Linked DNA regions of Mus musculus: regions 2 and 3 are each linked to region 1. Evidence: chromatin contacts called from public HiChIP or PLAC-seq data. All regions are on one chromosome and are shown on one strand. The core of a region is the stretch at or near the end of the contact, and the rest is flanking DNA. Distances in the headings are between cores, read along the strand shown. Region 1 has its middle 14 kb from the start of 1700040P09Rik. Region 2 holds the start of P2rx4 (purinergic receptor P2X, ligand-gated ion channel 4). Region 3 overlaps P2rx4 (purinergic receptor P2X, ligand-gated ion channel 4).

The links. HiChIP or PLAC-seq counts read pairs in DNA pulled down with a chosen protein or histone mark.
Region 2: an H3K27ac HiChIP or PLAC-seq map of heart atrium shows a contact between it and region 1, with 7 read pairs. The contact joins the promoter of P2rx4 here to the enhancer-like site in region 1. A contact is called at or near these places in 3 of 39 promoter capture datasets (the HPC-7 cell line and embryonic stem cells), 1 of 484 Hi-C or Micro-C datasets (cardiomyocytes), 12 of 115 datasets of contacts at active chromatin or transcription factors (T-cell acute lymphoblastic leukemia, astrocytes, bone marrow-derived dendritic cells and 7 more) and 3 of 9 other capture datasets (adipose tissue, embryonic stem cells and pancreatic islet).
Region 3: a contact with region 1 is called in an H3K27ac HiChIP or PLAC-seq map of heart atrium, with 2.6 times the contacts expected there. The contact joins two enhancer-like sites. A contact is called at or near these places in 1 of 39 promoter capture datasets (embryonic stem cells), 3 of 484 Hi-C or Micro-C datasets (bone marrow-derived macrophages, cerebral cortex and embryonic stem cells), 10 of 115 datasets of contacts at active chromatin or transcription factors (T-cell acute lymphoblastic leukemia, cardiomyocytes, embryonic stem cells and 6 more) and 3 of 9 other capture datasets (adipose tissue, embryonic stem cells and liver).

The regions. Positions count from the first base shown.
Region 1 is chr5:122,525,816-122,529,754 of GRCm38.p6, reverse strand. No RefSeq gene overlaps it. Among named protein-coding and RNA genes, the nearest start is that of 1700040P09Rik, 14 kb to the right of the region's middle. Within about 2 kb of position 1,809, at least 104 of the 459 cell types and tissues checked have an H3K27ac peak or open chromatin away from gene starts, as enhancers often do. A contact at or near this core is called in adipose tissue, astrocytes, cardiomyocytes and 3 more, where this site is marked.
Region 2 is chr5:122,705,784-122,709,592 of GRCm38.p6, reverse strand. P2rx4 (purinergic receptor P2X, ligand-gated ion channel 4) reads right to left here and starts at 2,049. Exons shown (of 12, transcript NM_011026.3): 1 at 1,806-2,049. The coding sequence starts at 1,939.
Region 3 is chr5:122,724,625-122,728,726 of GRCm38.p6, reverse strand. It overlaps P2rx4 (purinergic receptor P2X, ligand-gated ion channel 4), which reads right to left. Exons shown (of 12, transcript NM_011026.3): 6 at 4,053-4,102; 7 at 3,596-3,737; 8 at 3,361-3,497; 9 at 1,436-1,529; 10 at 1,263-1,328; 11 at 887-982; 12 at 1-440. The coding sequence ends at 414. It also overlaps a transcript of Camkk2 not described here. Among named protein-coding and RNA genes, the nearest start is that of P2rx4, 19 kb to the right of the region's middle. Within about 2 kb of position 2,551, at least 15 of the 459 cell types and tissues checked have an H3K27ac peak or open chromatin away from gene starts, as enhancers often do. A contact at or near this core is called in heart atrium, where this site is marked.

The sequences.
Region 1 (3,939 bases), core at 560-3,059:
TAACACAGGACCGATGGTTCTTATCTCCTGGCATTGTAGGGAGAACAGAGTAAATTCCGGTCTTTGAGTGTGTGTGTGCATCCAGGAGACAAGGGGGCCTCCAAAAATCCAGTGTTTTCCTCTTGCTTTAAGGTGGGAGGCTTTTACGGGCTCTCTTATGCAAGTCCTTAGGAGGCATTCACTCAGGGAACAGACTGGGAAAAGGCGAGCCTGCTTACAAAGGAGAGGGCCTGCAAGTCTCCCTGCTTGGAGAGTCTGCAGCAAGTGCTGGCTAGCAGCCTGGAGTGGAGGTGGGGCTGACTAGGTGGCTTGTTTTGCTAACTTCTGGTTTCCCTTTCCAGTCTGGTCTGTTTCTGGGTCACTAGTTGGATGGGTCACAAGTTACAGGATAAAATACAACATCCCAGCTGCTGAAGGCAGACAGGTGGACACTCTATTGCCCAGCCTGCCCTGCTGGCAGGGGAGAGGAAAGTAGTGAGTGGAGGGAGAGAGAAGAGAGGGCATAGCCTTTTTATGACCCTGTGACTCTTTAAGGGAAACCGTGATCTTACAGCTTTGTCCCCATGGGTCTGCCCTCTGTGTCACATGCTGAAGAGTGAATTGCAGGTTTCTTGTCTTCACCAGAGAGCCTCAGGTTCTGCTTTCAACGTTGTATTTGTCTCCTGATGTTGCTATACAAACATCCAACTTGATGGCTTAAAACAGGACTGTAGCCTTAAATTTCTAAGGCCAGAAATCCAGAGGTCAGGGTGTCCGACTGGTCAAGTCCCCACTAGGGCCTCTGAAGGGCATCCATCTTGCTTTTCCAGCTTCAGGAGCCTAGCACTTCTTGGCTTGAGGCCCCTTCCTCAAAGTACAAGGATCTTTCCCTAGTTTAGAGCCTCCCACCATGTAATGAATCATAATGGGCTCTGGCCCCAGCCTGTCCTAGCTCCTGTCCTCAGTCCTGCCTTTCTTCCTTGGACTTTTCCTTTATGAACTGTGTGTTTTGTCTTGTTTTAGTCTGTATGGATCTCACCGTGTAACAACTCCAGGCCAGCCTCAAAGTAGTGACCCTCCCAGGGCGCACTCCCAAAATCCGGGGTATGCTACCCTGAGCTCAGCTTCCTTCCTAGGCCTCCAAGGGACTTCTTAGAGATGGGAGATTATTTCATTGCAAGAGACAAAGGGCAGGGTCAGCGATTGTTAGTCTTAGGAAGTTTCCCTAGAACAGAGAGAGGAGCCTCTTGAGTTTGGGGGCTGTGGACACTGGAAAGACAGAGAGTCCAGGCATAGGAAGAAGGGGGACCCAGTATGCTTGAACTATAGGAGACACAGACAAGAAGGGTACCAGTGGCCCACATGTTGGTGTGACAGCCTTCCCCTTTGCCTTTCCCGCAGGGCGACTTCACCGAAGCACTACCACACTTCCCAGGTCTTGGTGCTTTTATTTTTAGTTTAGGGTATTTTCTATTGTTTGAAGGTTGCCTTGCAACCCTTTTGCCTGGAGGCTTTAAACAATATAGGGTTTCTTTGCTGAGCAGCAACAGTAGCCAAGAGAGACCGAACATAAACTTTTAAGTCTATTTTTTCAGAGTTTGTAAATCAGCAATGGCTTTAAACAGAGGAACAAGCGCCCCCAACTTGCCCCTCCTGGGGGAGGGCAGAAGGGTGCCTGGCAGAGAACACTGTGTGGACTCTTATCGTCTATGCGAACGCAGGGACAAGCTCCAGAGTAGGAAAACAAAACATCTGCTATTAATACACCCGAGTCCTCCAGCACACGGCTGGATTCGATTATTTGTGAAAGGGAAAGATACTCTTTACCCTCTAGAGCTCTCTTGCCAGCCAGGGCAGAGCGGGCAGAGGCAGTGCCCTCCGTGATGCGAAAGGGGTGGTCACCCAGGCCTAACTTTGGACAGGAAAGAGAAGAGAAGCCTTCAGACTCGTCCCAAGAGGAATGCTTTGCCTGGCTTGGGATGTCTGAAGCCCTGATGGCTTCATTCAGAATTAAGAAAGAAGAGGGCCCCACCCACTCAGAGGAGAAGACCGTGGGTAGGGGGGTGGGGCTCTGGGAGATTGTGGGAGGGGTGACCGGGAGAGGGGCAGTGAGTGGGATGTAAAGTGAATAAGTAAAATAAAATAAAATAAAATAAAAGAAGGGGGCGGGGTGAAACAGGCTCAGTCAGAAAGCTCGGCAGGGAAAGGGCCAGAGTACCCTGCCTCTCCATCACACAGGCATCATCACTATGTCTATGTCCAACTGCAGGAGCCAGAGACCCAGGCAGCCTTGGCAGGGAGCAAGGCTAAAAGAGGACAAAGCTGAGAAGAGACAGAATGGTGTGTGGAGCAGATACAGGGTCTTTAGCCCTCTCTCCTCCCAGTGACAAAGTGTCCAAATTGGCAGGGGTTGCCTAGATGTCTAGTTAATGATAAGCCTTCAGCTGGCAAAGAACCAGAGGGAGGGGTGAAGGGGAGGGGGCAGGAGCACACACAACACCTAGTCCGGTGCCTGCTGGGTCACCCCAGAGGCTCCACAGTGTCCTAACTGCCTGGAAGGTTCCCTGCTTATCACCCACCAAAGTTAGGCTGCTGCCTCAAGCCCAAAGAACATTCGAGCAGCCAAGAGCCTCGGGCAGACACTGGGAGAAGAGGGCCGTGCTAGCCGGGCCTGCCCTCTCCAAGAACAAACAGGACAAAGGTCACTGTACTCGGAGCCGCCTCTCCCATCCTGCCTGGCTCCTGTGCCACATACCACAGTTCGTCCTGGCATTGCCACACCAGGCAGGTACCCGCCGTTTCTGTGCCCATTCCAGATCTTATTTCCCAAGTGGGACCCAGTGCCATCCTAGTGGAAGCGATGGTGTCCCATCACCTTAGAACAGGAAAGCCATCATGTCGGAACCTGTTGGGGAGCCACGCTTGCTTGTGACACATTTAGATGCGAGTATATATGAGAGGAAAGAGTCTTTAACCAAAGCCAGCTAGCTCCCTGGCCTGCCTACAGAAGCCGCTCTCTGTGGGAACGCGGCTCTCCAGGCCACCTTAGAACCTAAGCTGACTGACAGTGTAGTACTGCCATCCAGGCAGGCTTGGATCCGTCTCTCCTCCAGCGGCTCCAAGTATCTACTGGGCTGCTCTTTGAGAATTCAAATAAGTTGGAGACCACAGAGTTTGGCAGGAGTAGGCAGGCCTGGCACTGGTTAGCCAGAGACAGAGCAAGGGAAAGAAGGCTTGGGCATTGTGAGCCGCTGAGGTCCTGGCCCACGGCCTTCTTGCTGGGTGGGTCTGAGGGGAGCTGCTGCTTTTTCTTGTCTGGGGATGGCCTCCAGGCCCTGAGATGATGGGCATGTAGCCACAACGCTCACCGAAGCCCAGACCGCACAGAGCACACCGCGTGAATTCTCTCTTTGTTCTGTTGCTGTTTTGTTTTTAATTTATGTTTTTGAGACAGAGTCTCCTGTAGCCTAGGCTGGCCTCAAACTCACTATGGAGCCCAGGTTGACCTTGAACACCTGGTCTTTCTGTCTCCATTTCCCAAGTGCTGGGATTACAGATATGAACCATCATGTCCAGGGTGTCTCCTTGTTTAACCTCCACGATACCTGTGGCTCAGGTATAGCACTGACCCACCAATGAGTGAGGACGGAGACTCGGAGAAGTTGAACCGCTGTATGTGTGCCTGCATGAGCCCTGGCTGTGACTTAGCCCCCCTGCGCTGTGAGGACAGGATAGTAGAATTGGAGGCCTTGCGCAGGCTTCTTAGAAGCTACAGCTCCTGATTTATGCTCCTCAAAGCTGTCTGAGGAAGTTGTTTAGCTTCTAAGGTGATAGATGAGGACTGGGTCTTCTGTTTGGAGAGCCTAGGGCGGAGGGTAAGTCAGGACAGTTTCTCTCCTCTGGTCCCCAAGGGCTCCACAGGCCAACTGCTGGCCAGTGTTTACATCATCATTTTTAAGG
Region 2 (3,809 bases), core at 800-3,299, 180 kb before region 1:
GAGCACTGGAATTATTCACTCCAGAGACTTAATCTAATCTGCATTTAGATACTGGCCTCTCAGGCTGGAGAGATGGCTCAGCGATTAAGAGCACTGACTGCTCTTCCGAAGGTACTGAGTTCAAATCCCAGCAACCACATGGTGGCTCACAACCCCCTGTAATGAGATCTGACGCCCTCTTCTGGTGTGTCTGAAGACAGCTACAGGTACTTAATAAAAATAATAAATAAATCTTTGGGCTGGAGCAGTCAGAGACTGAGGGAGTGGGTTGACCGGAGCGAGCAGAGGTCCTATATACAATTCTCCACAACCACATGAAGGCTCACAACCATCTGAACAGCTACAGTGTATTCATATACATAAAAATAAAAAAAAATCTTAAAAAAAAAATAGATACTGGCCAGGGGTTTTTCAGGTACTGGTGACTGAATGACTCCAAGGCCTCATGCTAAAGAGGACGTTTTTTGGAGACAGGGGCTCACATAGCTCAGGCGAGCATTCTTCTGCCTCAGCCCCATGAATACTGGGATTGCAGACATACTGATTACTGCCTCCTCCAGCTTCAGCGAGTCTTATCTAGTGTCTACCGCTTCCATATGGTGGAAGCTACAACCTTGTGAGCGGAAACTCCTCTGCATTCTTTTGAATGCCCTTAGGCGGTCTGAACAGATTCCAGACCTAACACCAAAGCAGGAGACCTGTTGATTTATTATTTAGTTGGGACACTGTAATAATTCTGGTTGTCCTGAAACTATGTAGACCAGGCTGGCTTTGAACTCATAGATATCTGCCTACCTGTCTCTCACCAGTGCTAGGATTAAAGGCTGTATCTTAGGCATTCTTAACCATCTCTCTGGGCCATCTCTCCAGCCACCTGTGTACCTATTTCATATACCTAAGGCCACACAAAGCTTTCTCAGGTGAGTGTGGTCAGGCACAGAGGTCTTACAGCTCTGAGTCAGTTTGTGAATTGGCAATCTATCTGTGTTTTTTGTGGATTCCTAAGTGACTCCAATGTGTTGTTTGGGGACCCGTGCTTTAGGCCCTTTAGTAAGAAAACAGATCCACCTGTCACGCTAGCAGCTGTTGACACTCGAATACCTTGAAATTGGGCCCAGGAGGCAAGGTAAGGTTCACCATCTCTCCTGGGGTGTATTACAGCCTTACAGGTGCATCCAATTAAAATTAAACGTTTCATAACGCCTAGTGATGGGAGGGTATATATAAACAGTAATGAAGAGCAGAGTTTAGAATCAAAATCAGGCGGGTACTCATATTCCCAACCAATCCAACAAAACAAAGGAAGTGACCTTGGGACACTTTTGGGAAGTGTGACATCTCAAGGGTACTGGGTTATCAGAAGCTTCTTAAGGTAACAGAAACCACAGACCCAGAAAGTACCGAATGAAAACCACAAGCCTTGGTTTCTGTCCGAGTTTGAAAAGGAACCGAAGAGAAGTCCGTGACGCACAGAGTTAAGCCTTCCCTGCCCTGCCCCTCCACCAAGCCAAGGCGCAGCATGAAGCAAGTCGGGAGGGAAGGATGCGAGAAAGATGGGGTGACAGTCTAGCTAAGACGAGGCTTAGCTCCCAGGACGTCCAGTAGTCCCCAGTGTCCTGTTCAAGCTGGTTCCAGGTGGCTTGGCTAGAGCCCGGCGAGGGCGTGTCGCCGCCCCTTGAACTCGGGGAGGAGGGGCTTGGCCGGCTCAGCTATTGCCCCAGACCCAGAGAGCGAGCAAGGGGGCGCTGCCAGGTCCCGACAGTCTGGGTTGCCCCCAGCCGCGGCCCCTCCCCAGGCCCGCTCACCCAATGACGTAAGCCAGGATGAGCAGCTGCACCACGCGGTTCATGAGCCCCACTTTACGGCTGCGGATGAGCACGATGCGCGGCGTGTCGTACTCGAACAGGAAAGCCCGGAGCACGGAGCAGCAGCCTGCCATGGCTCCGCCGCCCGCTGCTCCGCGTCGTGGCCACCGCGGGTCGCCTTGTCGCTGCCACCACCACCACCGGGTCCGGGCAGCAGCCCCGCCCAGCAGCTCGGCCCGGAAATAGGCGGCGCGCGACCTGAGGAGCGCGTCTCCTCCCCCTCTGCCACCCCAGGGTGACGCCCCAACTCGTGACCCTCTCAAAGGGACGATCTAAAAAGCAAGAGTGGTATAGCACTAAGGGACGAATTACCTCTGGAGCAGGGAGCAAGGTCAGCTCCCGGAGGGACAAGGATAATGACGCCCTCAGGCCTAGGATTGAAAGGCAGACAGTTGAGTTCTGTTGCAAAGGACAGCTCTGCGGTTCAGATATAGGATAACGAGCCGTGCGCCAGGGGAACTTGGATAGGAGTTACATTCCTAGAGGACCCGAGTGCTGAAGAGTCAGTCCCCTGACTGAAGGAGGCAAACTTGATCTGGATGTAGTGGAGGGAGCCCCGCTGTGCTGCTTTATGAAACTATAGGGTGGGTGAATAAGTACCTGGTGTACTAGGATGTCTGCAGAAGTCAGCCACAAATGCCACCATATACCCCTCTTAGGCCTGAAGCCGATCCATGTCCCTACCCCTAGTCAGATAACTGTCGTAGTTGCACCTGAGAGGAGGCAACAGCCAGCACCTGGGGGGTGGGGGGGGGTCCCTGTAGCCATCTTGCTATTGAGAATGGCTTACCGCAAGCTTAGGGAGAATTGGAAAAATTCAAGCCCGTGGGGAGACACCATTGTTAAGGTCACATATATCCATTCCCTTCCGAAGTTTTTTTAATAGGCGTTTTATATTAAGTGTAACAGATACATCCAAGTACCCTTATACCAGGTACTGTCCAGCAAGCATAGTGAGAGCATCTCAGCCCTGTGCAGTATAAATATAGCAGGTAATATACACAAGGCTTGAGGTTCTAATCAGACTCCTCGCGGTTCTTTTCATTTTCTGCTCCATGCATCTTTTATTTCATCTGAGTTAGCTTCAGCTTCTGGTCACTTGGCTCCATGGATCTGAGAGAGCATGGTGGACCTTACAGAAAGGCATGGGGACAAGGTGTGTCTTTCCACCACCAGGTCCCAGGGAATTAGTTATTCCAGCTGGCTTCACCTCCTTTGTACCGCCTCCCAATGCTAAGATAAGATTTGCCGTTATGTCATAGCTCCCAATGTTAAGGTCTCTCAGCATCCAGTCCCCTCTCAGCATTATCTCCCACGTAGGGAAGAAGCCTTCAACACATGAAGGTTTGGGAAGAACTCTTCATACACAAGTCATAGTGCCCTGTTACCAGCGACTCATCACGGGATTTGAATGATTTTGAGTTTTAATCTAAGGCCTAGTGGGAAAACATGCCAGCCTGGTGTGGTGGCACATGCCTGTTATCCCAGCAGTCCGAAAGCAGAGCTGGGAGGATTGGCACAAGTTCAAAGCCAGCCTGGTTTATATACCTAGTTCTAACTATAGAGTGAGACCTTGTTTCCGTCTATAGTCAGTGAGTAGGATAGATGCTGCCAAATTTGACAACCTGAGTTTAATCCCTAGAACATAAGTGGTGGAAAAAAAGAGAACAAACTCCCACGATTGTCCTCCAGCGTGTGCGTGCCCCCCTCCTAGTACATTGTTTGAGAAAATTCTGAGACAAAAGAATAAATATAAGCCATGTGATATTTCCTTAATTCTTCTTGACCACTACTCTCTATGTCTTACTGGGTCATCATCCTGAGTTTCTCACACGCAGGACAAAGGCTCTGGCGTGACATCTCCAGCCCTGACTGCTTCTTATTTTGTAATACCTATTTGATTTTTTTTTCCCAAGACAGGGTTTCTCTGTGTAGCCCTGGCTG
Region 3 (4,102 bases), core at 1,302-3,801, 200 kb before region 1:
TTGTGTGTAGTGTGCAAATGACCCCCCCCCCATATGCACAATGAGATTAATAGGGTTTCTTGGATGTCTTGGAGTTTGAGGCCAGCCTGAGATGTGTACAATGAACCTGTAAAATGTAAAAATGCCGGAACTCCCGTGGGAAGTGGGTGCTGTTATGGACGTGTGGGATTCCAGCACCCCTGGAGGTTGAAGCAGGAGGATCTTGAATCTGAAGCCCATCTGAGCTGCAGAGCAGGACCCGGGCTCAAAACCCACAAAAAAACAATACAAGACGTGCTCGGGCAACCCTGAGTATTTGTGGAGTGGAGACCGAGTGAGACTCTGGAACCGTCTCTAGAGTGACAGACGCAGCAGCCAAGTCTCCCATATTTCTGCATCACAGGCTGAGTGGGATTGAAATGTAGGGTTAGGCATCACTGGTCCGTCTCTCCGGAAAGACCCTGCGAAGAGGGGTAAACGAGTGACTACCCAGCCCGTGTTGCCACCAGATCCCCAACCACCTACGGCAGGCAGCGGCTTGGTGCCTCTCCTGAGGGCTTGTGGGGAGATCTTAGCAACAGAGAGGTCTCCAGTTAGTTCTAGAGAGTCTCACAGTAAGGTACAAAACCCTCGTTCTGAGGATGAATGAAAGTACCATGTGGATGGAGATCCATTGTCACAGTCAAGGTGTGACAGTGATAAATAGAAGGTAAGACACAGCTGGGTTTTAAAGAGGGAGTCTATCTGAAGAGAGGAAAAGCCATGCTACTACAGGTGTAACTGCTGGGGTGATCAGCTGACCCGTGCCAGCCTCGGTAGAAGGGCCTTTGCTCGGTGCTCTCCGTGGGGACAAGGGACAAAGGCAAGACGCTCACACTTCGTGCCTGCGCTGGGTACAGGTGCTTACCTGCTCGTAGTCTTCCACATACTTATATTTCTTGTCCCGGTAGTAGTATCTCTTCTTCATACAGTAGAGGACTATGACGTCACACAGCACGGTCGCCTGATTTAGCACAGAATAAACCAGGATGCTTTATAAGACCCCCTTCCTCTGAGATCTAACCTACCAAGGAGGAATGGCATCTCCGTTTCTCTGCATCAGACTGGACTGAGACCAACCGGCTTGGTCTCAGAGGTGGGATTTCTAGGGAATCTTTCTCCTCACCCCAAACGGCATCCAGTCTAGAGTCAAGTCTGAGGTTTAGGGGAAGGCCAGCGCTTGCTCACTAAGCTGCTGACGAGTAAGAAAGGTCCAGACAAGGAAACCGCTCTAAAACACTCACCACCCCTAGGAGCGCCAAGCCAGAGCCAACATTGATCATGGTTGGGATGATGTCAAACTTGCCAGCCTGGCGGAAGACAGGAGGAGAACCAAAGTGTTCTAATGGGGGTGATGACAGAAAATAGGACAGTGGGAGGCTTTCTCTCTCCAAGCAGGGTTCAGAGGAGGGCCTACCTTTCCAAACACGATGATGTCAAAGCGGATGCCATATGCCTTGGTGAGTGTGCGTTGCTCATTGCCAGCAAGGTCCCTGTAGTACTTGGCAAACCTGGAGGAAAAGAGGGTAGGGTGGAGAATAAGTGCAGATCTTGGGGTCCCAGGCAGGGACTGTTAGCGCAGGACCCAAGTCCCTGAGCACAACTTGTCTTGGTTAACGAGTTGCTCCAGTGGCTTCGCAGACACCAAGCACCCTCCCCCCCCCAGGTCAGCCTCCTAGTTAATGTGAGGCAATGTAGCAGGAGGAGCCAGGACCCCTCCCGGAGGAGCAGAGGGACTCCTCTGCCACCAGCATCCTACCCCAGGATGGGAGCCCTTTTGCTCTGAACGGCCTTCCTGATGATACAGCTGGGTCATATCATCATCCCCTGCCTCTCTCCAGGGGACCCTGTGCACTAACAGAACTTGTCAGCCAGTGGGGATCTACAAGACTGCATGGAAGGATGGGGACTGAGCCAGCCCCGGGGCTCACAGCCCGGCTGGAGCTTGGCTCCAGGTGGGATACACCACGCCTCTGGGCTCCCCCCCTGGCTACCACCTGCCATTTTAGTCTCATTGGCTGGATTGAGATACACAATTGAGATAAGACACCAACTCAGCTCACCCTCCAGGCTACAGAATGCAAACCAGGGAAGTCTGTAATCCCAGCTGTCCCGGGAAACTAAAAGGTCAATTAGTTCCTAAATATGCAATATGGAGATTCTCCGAAGAAACCTTGCCCCTATCACCGCTCTGCCCGGCCCCAGCCTTAGTTAGCTTTCTATCAGAATCTCAAGTCTGGGATTTATCTGTGCCACAGCTTCTATGCTATTGGTCCAGGCTTGGGACCCTCAGGTGAGACTGGTGCTGGCTACGGTCTGGGTGTGTGTGAGATCCGTCAACTTCTCAGTTCTAGGATTCCAAGCTTTAGGTCTCCACCGTGGCCCCTAAGAACCCTGAGACAGAGACAGAACCATACAAATCTGACCCCACCCTGGTGTGGGGGTTGGGGGGAGTTCGAATAGCTGCCCTAGTCTCAAGAAAGCCTTCTTACTACCCCACGCAAATTTGATACCACAAGCTACCACTAGAGGGAGTCAAGGGCAACTTTGAAAACTGACCTAGCAAATAAATGCTCGTTAACTGTACACAGGATTTGGCTGCTTTTGAAAAATGGCAATGGTGTTCCCAGGCCTCGCTCACATTCCCAGGTGTCCTGGATTTAATAGTGTCCCTTCTCAAATTCATCTCCACCTGCAAAGGTGATCTTATTTTGCAGATGTAATTAGTTAAAGAGAGGTCATGCCAGATTAAGGTTAACCCTAAATCTAATGTTCTTGAAGAGAAGATCGAACCAACCCGGTCTACACAGCAAGTTCCTAGCCGTCCATAAATAGAAGAGAGAAGGTGGGTGTGGCGGGTGCACACCTCTAATCCCAGCACTTGGGGTGATGGTGGGGGTTCAGGAGTTTACGGCATCAGACCGCAGAGTTCACAGCAACATAATCCTACAGACTTCTGGTTTCAGAACTATCGAAGAATAAAATTCTGTTGTTTCGAGCTGTTCGGTGTCATCTGTTACTAGAGCCCGGGGAAACAGATACAGCAGCATCTTCAGCTGGCTAGTTTCAGTGCAGCCTCTTTTTTTTTTTTTTTTTTTTTTTTTTTTCTTTTCGAGACAGGGCTTCTCTGTATAGCCCTGGTTGCCCCGGAACTCACTTTGTAGACCAGGCTGGCCTCGAACCTAGAAATCCGCCTGCTTCTGCCTCCCAAGTGCTGGGATTAAAGGCGTGTGCCACCACCGCCCGGCTCAGTGCAGCCTCTTATATTTTAGTGAGACAGGTCTCAGGATGTGCCCTGGGCTTGAACCACATGTACGCATCCTCCCAACGCGTGAGCGGTACCTGAAATTGTAGCCAGGAGACACGTTGTGTTCTAAGTCCCGAGTGTCGAGGCGCCGGAAGGAATATCTGGGCAGGCAGTGGGAGGCAGCTCTGTCAAGGTTGCAGTCCCACTTGATCTGGATACCCATGATGCCTCCCTGTGGGGAAAGCAGGGGAGGCTTTCGGAACTCAAGCTCACGCTGGGGCCGGGATCCTGGGGCAGGTAAGATGCGAGGAAAACCATGCTGGCACCTACCTCCACTGCCATCTCCTGAAAGCTGTGGCCCGCATCCGCCACGATTTGGCCAAGACGGAATATGGGGCAGAAGGGATCCGTCCGCGCATTATAAATGCACGACTTGAGGTAGGAGGTGGTAATGTTGGGGAGGATATTCCTCCTGAAGTAGGGGAGGAAGCAGAGAGTCTGAGCAAGGGCAGCTTCGGGGAGAGCCAGAAGTTCTTTTTTATAAATCTTTTTTTTTTTTTTAATTTTATTTATTTATTATATGTAAGTACACTGTAGCTGTCTTCAGACACCAGAAGTGGGCACCAGATCTCGTTATGGATGGTTATGAGCCACCATGTGGTTGCTGGGATTTGAACTCAGGACCTTCGGAAGAGCAGTCAGTGCTCTTAACCGTTGAGCCATCTCTCAGCCCCCAGAAGTTCTTTTTAAGAGGCGCGTGAATGCCTATTGCCCGGCCCCCACTTACTTGCTGAAATTAAACTTGGGGTACCAGATGTTGTTCTTTACCAAGAGGGT